Linked DNA regions of Mus musculus: all the other regions are linked to region 3. The links are chromatin contacts, called in public Hi-C maps. All regions are on one chromosome and are shown on one strand. The core of a region is the stretch at or near the end of the contact, and the rest is flanking DNA. Distances in the headings are between cores, read along the strand shown.

Region 1 (3,294 bases), core at 203-2,702, 140 kb after region 3:
ACCTGGAGGGTTTGCATTACCAGGGATGTGAGCAACTGGTCCTTGTCCTTGAGTTTTCTTCTCCTCTCCCCTGCTTCTGCTTCTTCATTCTGAGCTGAACTCTTCTCCAGCTGCTTCTATATATCATATATCAAAAACGTCTGAACAGAAGAGGGACCTTCATTTATCCTATGGAGTGTTTCATCTATATGACACCAGGTCTCTACACGGGAAGAAGGAAACCTTAATATCTGCCTCTTAACGCTCAGCATTGTGTAGACAAAACATCTGCTCAAACAACTTAGTTCATGTTTCCGTCCGATTCATATCACAGAGACCCTCACACCCGTGTGCAGGCTGGCTTCTCCTCTACCGAGATCAAGCATGTAGCTGTCCTAGATTGCGTGTACGACTCAATGCATTAGACACAGAGAGAAAACAAAAAGACCATGGGGTCGTTTCCCTGTTTGCACTAAAAATCAGTCGGCTATTAGCTAACTTCCGTAGTTTCATCTAGTAACGCTGATGCTTGATTTAACAATATACTTGTGTGTGTGTGTGTGTGTGTGTGTGTGTGTGTGTGATATAGTGTCTGTATGTATACACATGTAGACCAGAGGTCAACACTGAATATCGTCCTCAGGTACTCTCTATATTATTCTTTGAAACAGCATCTCTCTTTGAACCTAGAGGTCACTGGTTCAGCTAAGATGGCTGGCCGGCAAGCCTCAGGGATCCTCCCGTCTCTGACGCCAGCATTGAGATTATAGGTATGTACCCCCACTCTCAGCTCTTTCCCTGGGTGCTGGGGATTGGAACACGGGTCTCACGATAGTTCAGCTTGTAGCTCTTGAGTTCTCTTCCCAGCCCTCCAAACAATATACTTTCATCGTCTCTTGTCAGTGTTTCAGCTAGAGTAGAAAACTTTAATATCTGCCTCAGAATTTCAATTTTATAGATTATTGGGGGCACATCATTTTCTTTTTAAGTGTGCTCTCTTAAAAGCAGAAATCTAGTTTAACAAGCTTCTAAAATTTAATTAAAAGGCAAAATCTTGCTCCAAAGCTTTGAGACGAGGGAGACCGTGTATCTCAGGCATGAGGTCCAGGTCCAGCTCCCGTGAACACATGCAACATCCCCATAAGAGCTACGTTAAATGCTGCTCCCTCACTGCCCAGAAAGAGCAGCTGTAGTCAGTCAAGTTCAATGTCAGCTCCACCACCAGTGGAGTCCACAACAGAGCAGAGAACTTTCCAGATCTTCCTCCCAAACTGGCCCCGAGACAAACCCGGCTGGCGCAGAGTGCGCACGAGGTGAAAAATAAAACTCTTTTTGTGTTCCCCGAGGCAGACCGTGAAACTGTAAAGATGAGCTGGCATTTTGTTTTATTTTGTGTAATAAAACTGCTCTTTTCACAGCAGTTGGCCCTGGGGGAGTTTCAAATTGCACTGCTCGGCTGCAGCTGTGGGTGTGGCCGGACTCCATCCCAAAACAGTTTGGAGGCCACAGCTGTGTTGGGCCCAGAGGATCTTAAAATTAACATCTGGGCTGCATCCTTTCAAGTTTGCCCCCCCCCCCCCCCACCAAGTCGAGTCGTTTTCACAGGGCAGGAGCACTGATTTGAAGAGTCTGTTCTTGCCTTAACCAGAGTTACTTGAGGAGTATCAAATTTTACCAAAGACTGACACTCGCATTTGGCCTGGGTCACTTTCTGAATCGTCCCCGGGTGATGCTGCGGTTAGGCATGGGAAACCCCGGAGCAGCATTTCTCTGATCTACAAGCAGTCAGTTTCCCGGGAGTAACAGGCTGGTAGATTTTATTTGTGGTAGTTGTTCATATTTACGAGTTCTCGGATCCTTCTTATGTGTTGCCGTTCCTGTCTGCTCTCACATCTGGGGAGTGTGTGTGACCTCTGAACACATTCACCCTCTGAGTTGAGGGTGGAATCACTGTTCTTTCCTGGGGTCTTCTTTCCCGACCTTGGACCAGAACAGCAACGTGGGCATCATTTGGGGAGACAGGAAAAGCCCCTACCAGACCACCTTGGTCTTGAGTGGAGACCAAGACAGCTTTGGGAGGGAGCCGCACTGCCTGGTGAGCCAAAGCACCCGGAGCCACCAGAGTCAGTGCTAGCCATCAGCTTTTGGGTAGGGTGAGCCTGGGGGAGAGGAACTGTTGAGTAGAGAAAGCCTCAGCTTTCAGGTGTCCTTTCCCCTCATGCAGTCTGAGGGAGTTTAGTTCTTGCACCTGGCATTCCTATTGCCTGGTCTGTGTGCTTCCTGTCAGGCCCACATCCCAGCCCCAGCTGAAAGACAGATGCAGAGGCCCTGACAACATGGTCCAGCACCTGAGGCCACTTCACCTTTCATGTTGTTGGGGACAGAAACAGGATAAAGGGTATAAAATCCCAAAGCTAGCCTCAAGGGAATATGTGGGTAGTAGTCAACTGGGCAGAGAAGCCCTTATTCAAACAGAAGACAGAAACACCTACAGTGATGACAATACAAAATGTCTGCTCTAGACTGCCAGGGTGCCTTCTGCCTTAAGGAAGGGGCAATTCTTTCTCCTCTCCTCTCCTCTCCTCTCCTCTCCTCTCCTCTCCTCTCCTCTCCTCTCCTCTCCTCTCCTCTCCTCTCCTCTCCTCTCCTCTCCTCTCCTCTCCCTCCCCCCCCCCTCTCATCTGTGGAGAGCTAAGCTCTCTGGAAGATACCCTGATCACAGGCTCAGGTAAGGAACACAGAACACAGGGAAATCTTTCCTGTTAAAACTCAGAACAAGCTCCAGGTCATGGCCATACTCCTGTCTTATCACTCCTGTCCCACCCCAGTCAGTCCTGTAAAGCCTACATCTGTCTGCTGCTGGCCTGAATCTGCAAATAGGGGCATCCAGCTGACTGATAGTGTTCATATCACTCACAAAGGAAGTCTGGGTGCGATCCTGAGATGAGGGCCTCTGGCAAGTTGTCACTTCTGCTCCTCTCAGTCTGGAAATGGGGAGAACAGCCTGGGGTTTGAGCTTTAAGGTGGCAAAGTGTTTTCTTTAGGTTAGTCACCATTTCCAGATGTCATTGGTGATTTGCTAGTAAATGAAATTCCATTGGAAAGACTCAACCCTAGGGTAAGGGTTAGAGGGTTAGGGTTAGAGAGAAATGGTTAGGGTTAGAGTGTAGTTAGGGTTAAAGGGTTAGAGTGTTAGCGTTAGAGGGTTAGGGTTAGTTAGGGTTAGGGTAGGATATCCTCTCTAAGACTAACACATCAACAAAGCAGGGCTCCTGTGGAAAACATGACCTACTGAAACGAAAGCTTTGTCCTCCT
Region 2 (2,995 bases), core at 40-2,539, 230 kb after region 3:
AATTTTCCTCTTTGTGGAAAATGATTTTTTTAAATGCAATTTCCTACTTAAAATTAGAATGGTTGTTAATTTTGCAGAATGAAAGTATTCAGAACCCCAGAAAGATTAGATAACAACAAATTCATAAGTAGAGCTAATTTTTCAAATTAAGACATTCAAAGCTAGCACTTTCTTCCCCATGAAAAATGACATTCAATACTGCACTGCTCCTTAATTCGGTCTTATCTGAATTAGAGAATATTTTAAATCAATGTGGTTTTATTTCCTTAAACCACACACAATAACTCATACAGCTGGCAGGAATCTACTTAATAAGAGATTATTTAGGGATCTGGCTAGCAAATAGAGAAATACCATGGTTAGCTTGCCCTACAGTACATGGCTGACTGCCTCCAGAGTTAAGATAGCGTAGGTTCTAAGTTCTCCTTTGCCGGCTCCTGATTTGCTTGGCGCATGCGCTCCCCAGTCTAGGGCCCGAGAGCTCGGTAATTATCTCCATTTCAGGCTGCACAAAAGCTGACCGGTCCTGATTGGCTCCTGGCATTGGCTTTCACCAGGACAAGGCATTTGTGTATCTGAAAACCTTAATCTCCCCCATTTAAAAGTGCGGGCAGTGGTCTTCAAGTTCAAGTGAGTCGTTTGTTAAAAGGACTTGATGCTTAAAGAAACGACCAAGCAGATAGGGTTTTTCTCCACACGTCATCTTAAGGGATTTCTGACCGTTGTAACATCTCCCTTGGCCATTGTAGTAAATGTGTGTAAACAAAGCGACTCATTCAGCCATTCTAAAAAATATGCACTAAGGGACTTATAAACAGCATATTTTCACTCATTAAATCATTTTTAAAATGGGCAATGAATGGCAACTTAAAAGCGCTTAAGAAAATATTATTCATTCTGCAAAAGAGTTATTCTGGCCTAGAACACAAACTGGTCATCTGGGACTATCTGAAAATTGCAAGCAGGAAGCAGCCAGGGTCACTGCGATCCTCCCTCTACAACAAGCCAAGCTTCTGAGACTTGGCCAGACAAACCCAAGTCAAGGGCGGGCCATCCGCTGGGACATCTGCTGCAGCCTGGGAATGAGCTGGGTTTCTTTTTTTTTTAACTTGAACACAAAACCAAAACCAAACTTGCAGCAAAGCAAAAGAACGTATGTGGTGTTTCATTTTATTTGAAAACATTTATTCAGGCTTCCCGATGAATTCAAGCTCCACAGCCTTAAGGCATTAAACTGTATTGAAGCTCAATGGTCTGAGAAGTTTCCTTTTGAATTAAAGCGCATCCAGTTACTAAAGCCGGCGCAGGAGGGTGTGGGGAGGGCATCTGCAACTAATCTGAAAATTCCATTGCTGATCCTACACTCTGAGAATGGAAAAGAACGGTCTGTAAACACTCTCCTGTGGCATAGGAGAGAGTCGGTTTTTCAGGGAGCTGCACCTTGGGAGCAGAGCCAAGTTGAGGAACTTCCCACTGGTGACAGGTGACAGGTGACCTACAAGACAGAAAGGTTTAGGTGGGTGCTGAGGGAGGAGTAAGAAAAAAGAACATCTACCTAACTTTCTCAGACTCCTTTATTCTCCCTGTGACCCCTTACTGCTGAGTCCATTCTAAAACCTCTCATTTTGCCGATGAAATGAGACCCTTGATTCCAGAGCAGTGGACTTCAAAACAGAAAGGATTCACGTCAGTATAGGCAGAAAAATCTTAATTTTTCACTTAGATGATCTCTAATTTTTTGGCTTGGTTTATGCAATATATGTAGTATAAAGTATGTTCACAGCCATCTATCTACCATCTATTTATCATTTAACTATCATCTATCTATCATCTTTATCATTTATCTATCATCTGTCTTTCTGTCTATCATCTATCTATCTATCTATCTATCTATCTATCTATCTATCTATCTATCTATCATCTATTATCTATCTACCCTGTATAAATAAATGTACCTGTAGTGAGGTTCTCAGCCAAGTAAATCCAAGACAAATCAATTCTCTAGACAGTAAGCCTGAGTCACGGGTAGCCTGGCCACAAGCTGGGAGAGGGATAGAACTGGAGGCTGTCTTCTCAGTCCACCTGATCCTTCTCAGCACACTGCAGGAAGGCACAGCCCCAGTGGCTGAGACCCTGCTCAACACTAGTCCTGGGCAGACGAAATTTTCTGTTCTAGAATCTTTTAATACTTTTCCCTCTTCTTTTCTCAGTAAATTTGTTTTTTAAAACTTCTTCCTAAGAGAGCAATCAAGCAAGCAGACAAAGGTGGAGTAACAAGGCCTCCTGCAGTCTGACTTTCAGTAGGGACAAGTTGGAAGTCTCCGTCAGGGGCTAAATACACATCACAGCCATTCATGTAGAATGTGTGTGTGTTCATGCATAAAGATGTCAACAGCCGAGGGATAGCATGGGATGACATTTCAAATTGTATCTTATTATGGAATCATCTTCATGAATGTATGTTTTTAGTACAAACACATGACTGTTTTTTTAATAGTGATTATTTTTAGGAGGTATAATTGTAGTTTATCAAATATATCAGAAAACCAAAGACAAGTCTTATTTAGAAGATAAAATGTATTGCAAATAATTTATAATATGACCATTGCTTTCAAACCTATAGCAAAAGTACTAGACTTTAAAGGAATTTTCCAACACGAAGACAGGAACCTAAGCCAAAGGGTTCAGTAGAATGAAGAAAGGCTGTTGGGAGAAAGAAACCACACAGAGGTGGGAAGACAACACCAATGCTAAGTTAATGTCCTCAGCAGGTTAAGGGGAAGCCTTGAGTTCACAAAATAAACTGTCATAAAAAGGAAAAAGGAAGCCCACAAGGAAAATCTTTGGGGAAAGAAAACTGTGAGTTAAAAGAAAACTGCAAGAAGAAAATATAAGCAATAGACAATTTAAAAAATTATCATCCAAATAATGTAAGAAGATTCTTAGATTGGAAGTCTGTTGACTCTGGAGAATGAGAGACCTGTAAGAGCCTAGC
Region 3 (2,950 bases), core at 256-2,755:
TCTCTGGTCAGGCAGAAGGCAGGGTCTCCACCGTTCCTCTGGTTTGCAAAAACAAAATAAAACCAAACAGCAACTGCAAACAGTGTTGTTTGCAGGAGGGTACAGACCTTAAAACAACTCGCGCCCTCCTGGGTCCCCAAAGCCTTCAGTGTGAGCTGTAGAAGCTGCACTCTCAACGCCAATGACACCATCGGCTGCTTAAATGGCACAAAAGTACACTTAGTACGAGAGCAAAGTGACTGACAGGGATCCGCCGAGCCAGCCCCACTGCCACTAGACCTGCCTTAAAGGCTCACACAAGGAGTATAAAAAGAAAAGCACATTTTGCAATAGAATAAATTCTTTTTTTTTTATTGAGACCGCGGAAAGTCACATGACCCTGAATGTAGCCTTTTAGGAAAGCAACAGAAGTGGTAAAGAAAGGAGTGTGTGTGAGTGTGTGTGTTGGGGGCTGGGGGGAACTGCCTTCTTCCTCTGCTGCCTCCCAGCCTGTCCGCCGCAGTCCACATTCTTCTGGGCGCATCTGTGGAGCTATTAAGTGGGATAATCCCTCTGGCCTTTGATACATTTCTGGACATGATTATTTCATTACTCGCAGTATATCAGTAGGATCATAATAAAAAGGACTTCTGACAACCTGCCAAGAGTTTTGTGGCCTTGTAAACACAAAAGTGCTCTAATAAAATTTTATTAAGTGTTAAAAAGTCATAAAAAGTGAAATAACATAAACTACAAAATTTACTGTCCTCAGCAAATGCTGAAAATATCGTCCACAGTAAAATTAAATTAGCATGTAATAGACAGAGCAGCAGTGTAGAGTGGGTTTAAAAGAGGATCCAGGGGGAAAATGACACTGTAACCTAATCAGGGTCACGGGGATTTAATTCGGATCCCCCCGCCCCAAATGTGAATAAATGTGCTGATTACAGACAAGAGCTCCGGGGTTACCAGAACCTCGCACATTGTCAATACTTTGCAAGAAATAATATATTGCAGATTGTAAGGCGCGCGGGGAAACCCAGCCGGCGTCCGGGGGCAGCGGCGCGGGCCAGGGTGTCCACTAGGGCGCGCTGTGAGACCGGGAATCTCCAGCAGGGTGCCCACGCCGCCCGGGGCCCTCGCACTCCGAGCCTCGCCCCCTCCAAATCATATTTACAGTGCGAGGGTCTCCCCCACCCACTCCTGTGACATTTTCTCCAAATCGGAAGAAAATGAAGTGTAGGTCGAGCTTTGCCGCGGGCAGCCCTCAGTTCCCCTCTTTCGGATCAAGAGCCTGGATGTGGGAGACGTTGTCCACTGTGATGCTAAGCCTGGGGGTGGGGGGAGCATTGGGGGAGGGGGCAGGCCAGCGCTCCTGGAGTGACCGTCCCCCCAAAGTAAGGCCGAAGATGACACGAGGCCGATGTCCAGCTCGTCTTAGGCCTCCGAGGCGCTCCAAAGGCTAACGGGGGTCAAGTCCGTTCCCGCTGGGGACAAGTGCATCAGCTCCAGAACGACCTCTCCCTTGCTTAGCCCTGCCCCGGGAGATCAGAGTGACCCAACGCCCTGGGGTACCGGCTCCCGCCTCCCTGTCGTCTCGTCTTGTTGGGCCAATCGTCTGGCTCTGGGTCGCTGCCCGGGCGCACGGGCTCAGGAAGGCAGCAGCTGCACGGGGTTCCCATTCCACCCGGGACAGGTATGGACCGGCCGGGCCCCTGGAGAGAGTCTCCTCTGAGCCCATCGCTGAGGCTCCGCCGGGAAAAGAGTAAACCTTCCTCTCCACGCTACTCCAAGTGGACACTGATGGGCAGGAAAAGGCTGGAACGAAAAGCCCTGGCCTTTGCTGGCCTCGATGGCTTTGCAGAAGAGAGGTGGCCTCCACCCACGTCTCCCCTCCCCCTCCGCGCCACACAGCAGGTTTGTAAAGAGAGGGATGCAAGTTTTGAAAGTTATGTTCTTCCAAGGAGAAAGGTGTTGGTCATGGTGCCCATAAGTGCTTTTTAGCCACAGAAAGTCAACATGTCACCTCTGTTTCTGCAATCCCCAAATGATGGTAATGCTGACTCTGAAGAGAGCGTGTGTTAATTGGAAGTTAGTGAAATGGGAAATGAGTGGGCAGTGACGTGTTTCGGGGCATTATTTCTCCTTAGGGATGGCCAAGGTCTGAGGCTCCATTTAAGAATTGGCCATTTTGCCAGAAACTATGTGCTTTTAGTCAAATCCAATTAAAGCCTGGAGTGGTGAGTTCACAGGCTCACACCGGGTCCTAGGGGGTCCCCGAAGAGGCTTCCGCCACAGCTACTAGCCTAAAGACAGCTTGTAGTTGCAGTTTTCCAGGTAGCAGGACGCCTTGAGGTGGGTGCACAAAGGCAAAGAGAATCCCCAAGCCGGCGAGGGGCAGAACTCACTGATTAACACGCCCCATGCTGCTTGCAGAGGGTGCGATGGCCCCTACCTGTACATACTTCTTGGTTTTTGAGAAGGGTGTTTGACTATTTTTAAATGGCAATGTTTCTCATCATCTGCAAAATACAGTGTTGAATTTTAAGTAGGTTGGAACAGAGGGCTTAAAAAAGTAAACACATCAATTTAATGTGATTTGACTGTTGCTATAAAGGCGTTGAGGGTTAATACAAACAGAACTTAAAGGAATGGATATATAACTGATACAGTTCCTCTTTGGGGCCATGTGTCTGTCTGTGGGGATGGAGCAGGTGGCACTGCAGACAGCAACTGTGGATGTGGTGGGTCATTACTACCTTTTACTGCCTATAAATACTTCCCCCTAATGGGTCAGAATGAGAGATTTTCATTTAAAACTCGTAAACTTGTTTTCTTGCACTTATGAAGTTCACGGAACTTCTACTTGCACTATTCTGTTCTGTGTTCGCATTTTAGATTAAAAAAATCTGTTCTTCAATTTTAAAAGTATATTCATAAATGTTAAAACATCACAACTATTTCACCTTTC

The links. A called contact is a pair of places that touch in the nucleus more often than the background predicts.
Region 1: a Hi-C map of uterus shows a contact between it and region 3, with 2.5 times the contacts expected there. The contact joins the enhancer-like site here to the promoter of 2600014E21Rik in region 3. A contact is called at or near these places in 2 of 39 promoter capture datasets (the 3T3-L1 cell line and embryonic stem cells), 4 of 484 Hi-C or Micro-C datasets (CD8 T cells and uterus), 3 of 115 datasets of contacts at active chromatin or transcription factors (T-cell acute lymphoblastic leukemia, embryonic stem cells and stem cell-derived neural progenitor cells) and 2 of 9 other capture datasets (embryonic stem cells and embryonic tail).
Region 2: a Hi-C map of uterus shows a contact between it and region 3, with 2.4 times the contacts expected there. The contact joins the enhancer-like site here to the promoter of 2600014E21Rik in region 3. A contact is called at or near these places in 1 of 39 promoter capture datasets (embryonic stem cells), 5 of 484 Hi-C or Micro-C datasets (embryonic stem cells and uterus), 5 of 115 datasets of contacts at active chromatin or transcription factors (embryonic stem cells and stem cell-derived neural progenitor cells) and 1 of 9 other capture datasets (embryonic tail).

Annotation. Positions count from the first base shown.
Region 1 is chr2:74,998,624-75,001,917 of GRCm38.p6, reverse strand. No RefSeq gene overlaps it. Among named protein-coding and RNA genes, the nearest start is that of Gm46748, 61 kb to the left of the region's middle. Within about 2 kb of position 1,452, at least 46 of the 459 cell types and tissues checked have an H3K27ac peak or open chromatin away from gene starts, as enhancers often do. A contact at or near this core is called in T-cell acute lymphoblastic leukemia, embryonic tail and uterus, where this site is marked.
Region 2 is chr2:74,905,590-74,908,584 of GRCm38.p6, reverse strand. No RefSeq gene overlaps it. Among named protein-coding and RNA genes, the nearest start is that of Mtx2, 81 kb to the right of the region's middle. Within about 2 kb of position 1,289, at least 28 of the 459 cell types and tissues checked have an H3K27ac peak or open chromatin away from gene starts, as enhancers often do. A contact at or near this core is called in uterus, where this site is marked.
Region 3 is chr2:75,136,210-75,139,159 of GRCm38.p6, reverse strand. It overlaps 2600014E21Rik (a long non-coding RNA gene), which reads right to left and starts at 1,505. Exons shown (of 12, transcript XR_001783367.2): 1 at 108-1,505. Gm13652 (a long non-coding RNA gene) reads left to right here and starts at 1,185. Exons shown (of 3, transcript XR_374685.4): 1 at 1,185-1,896.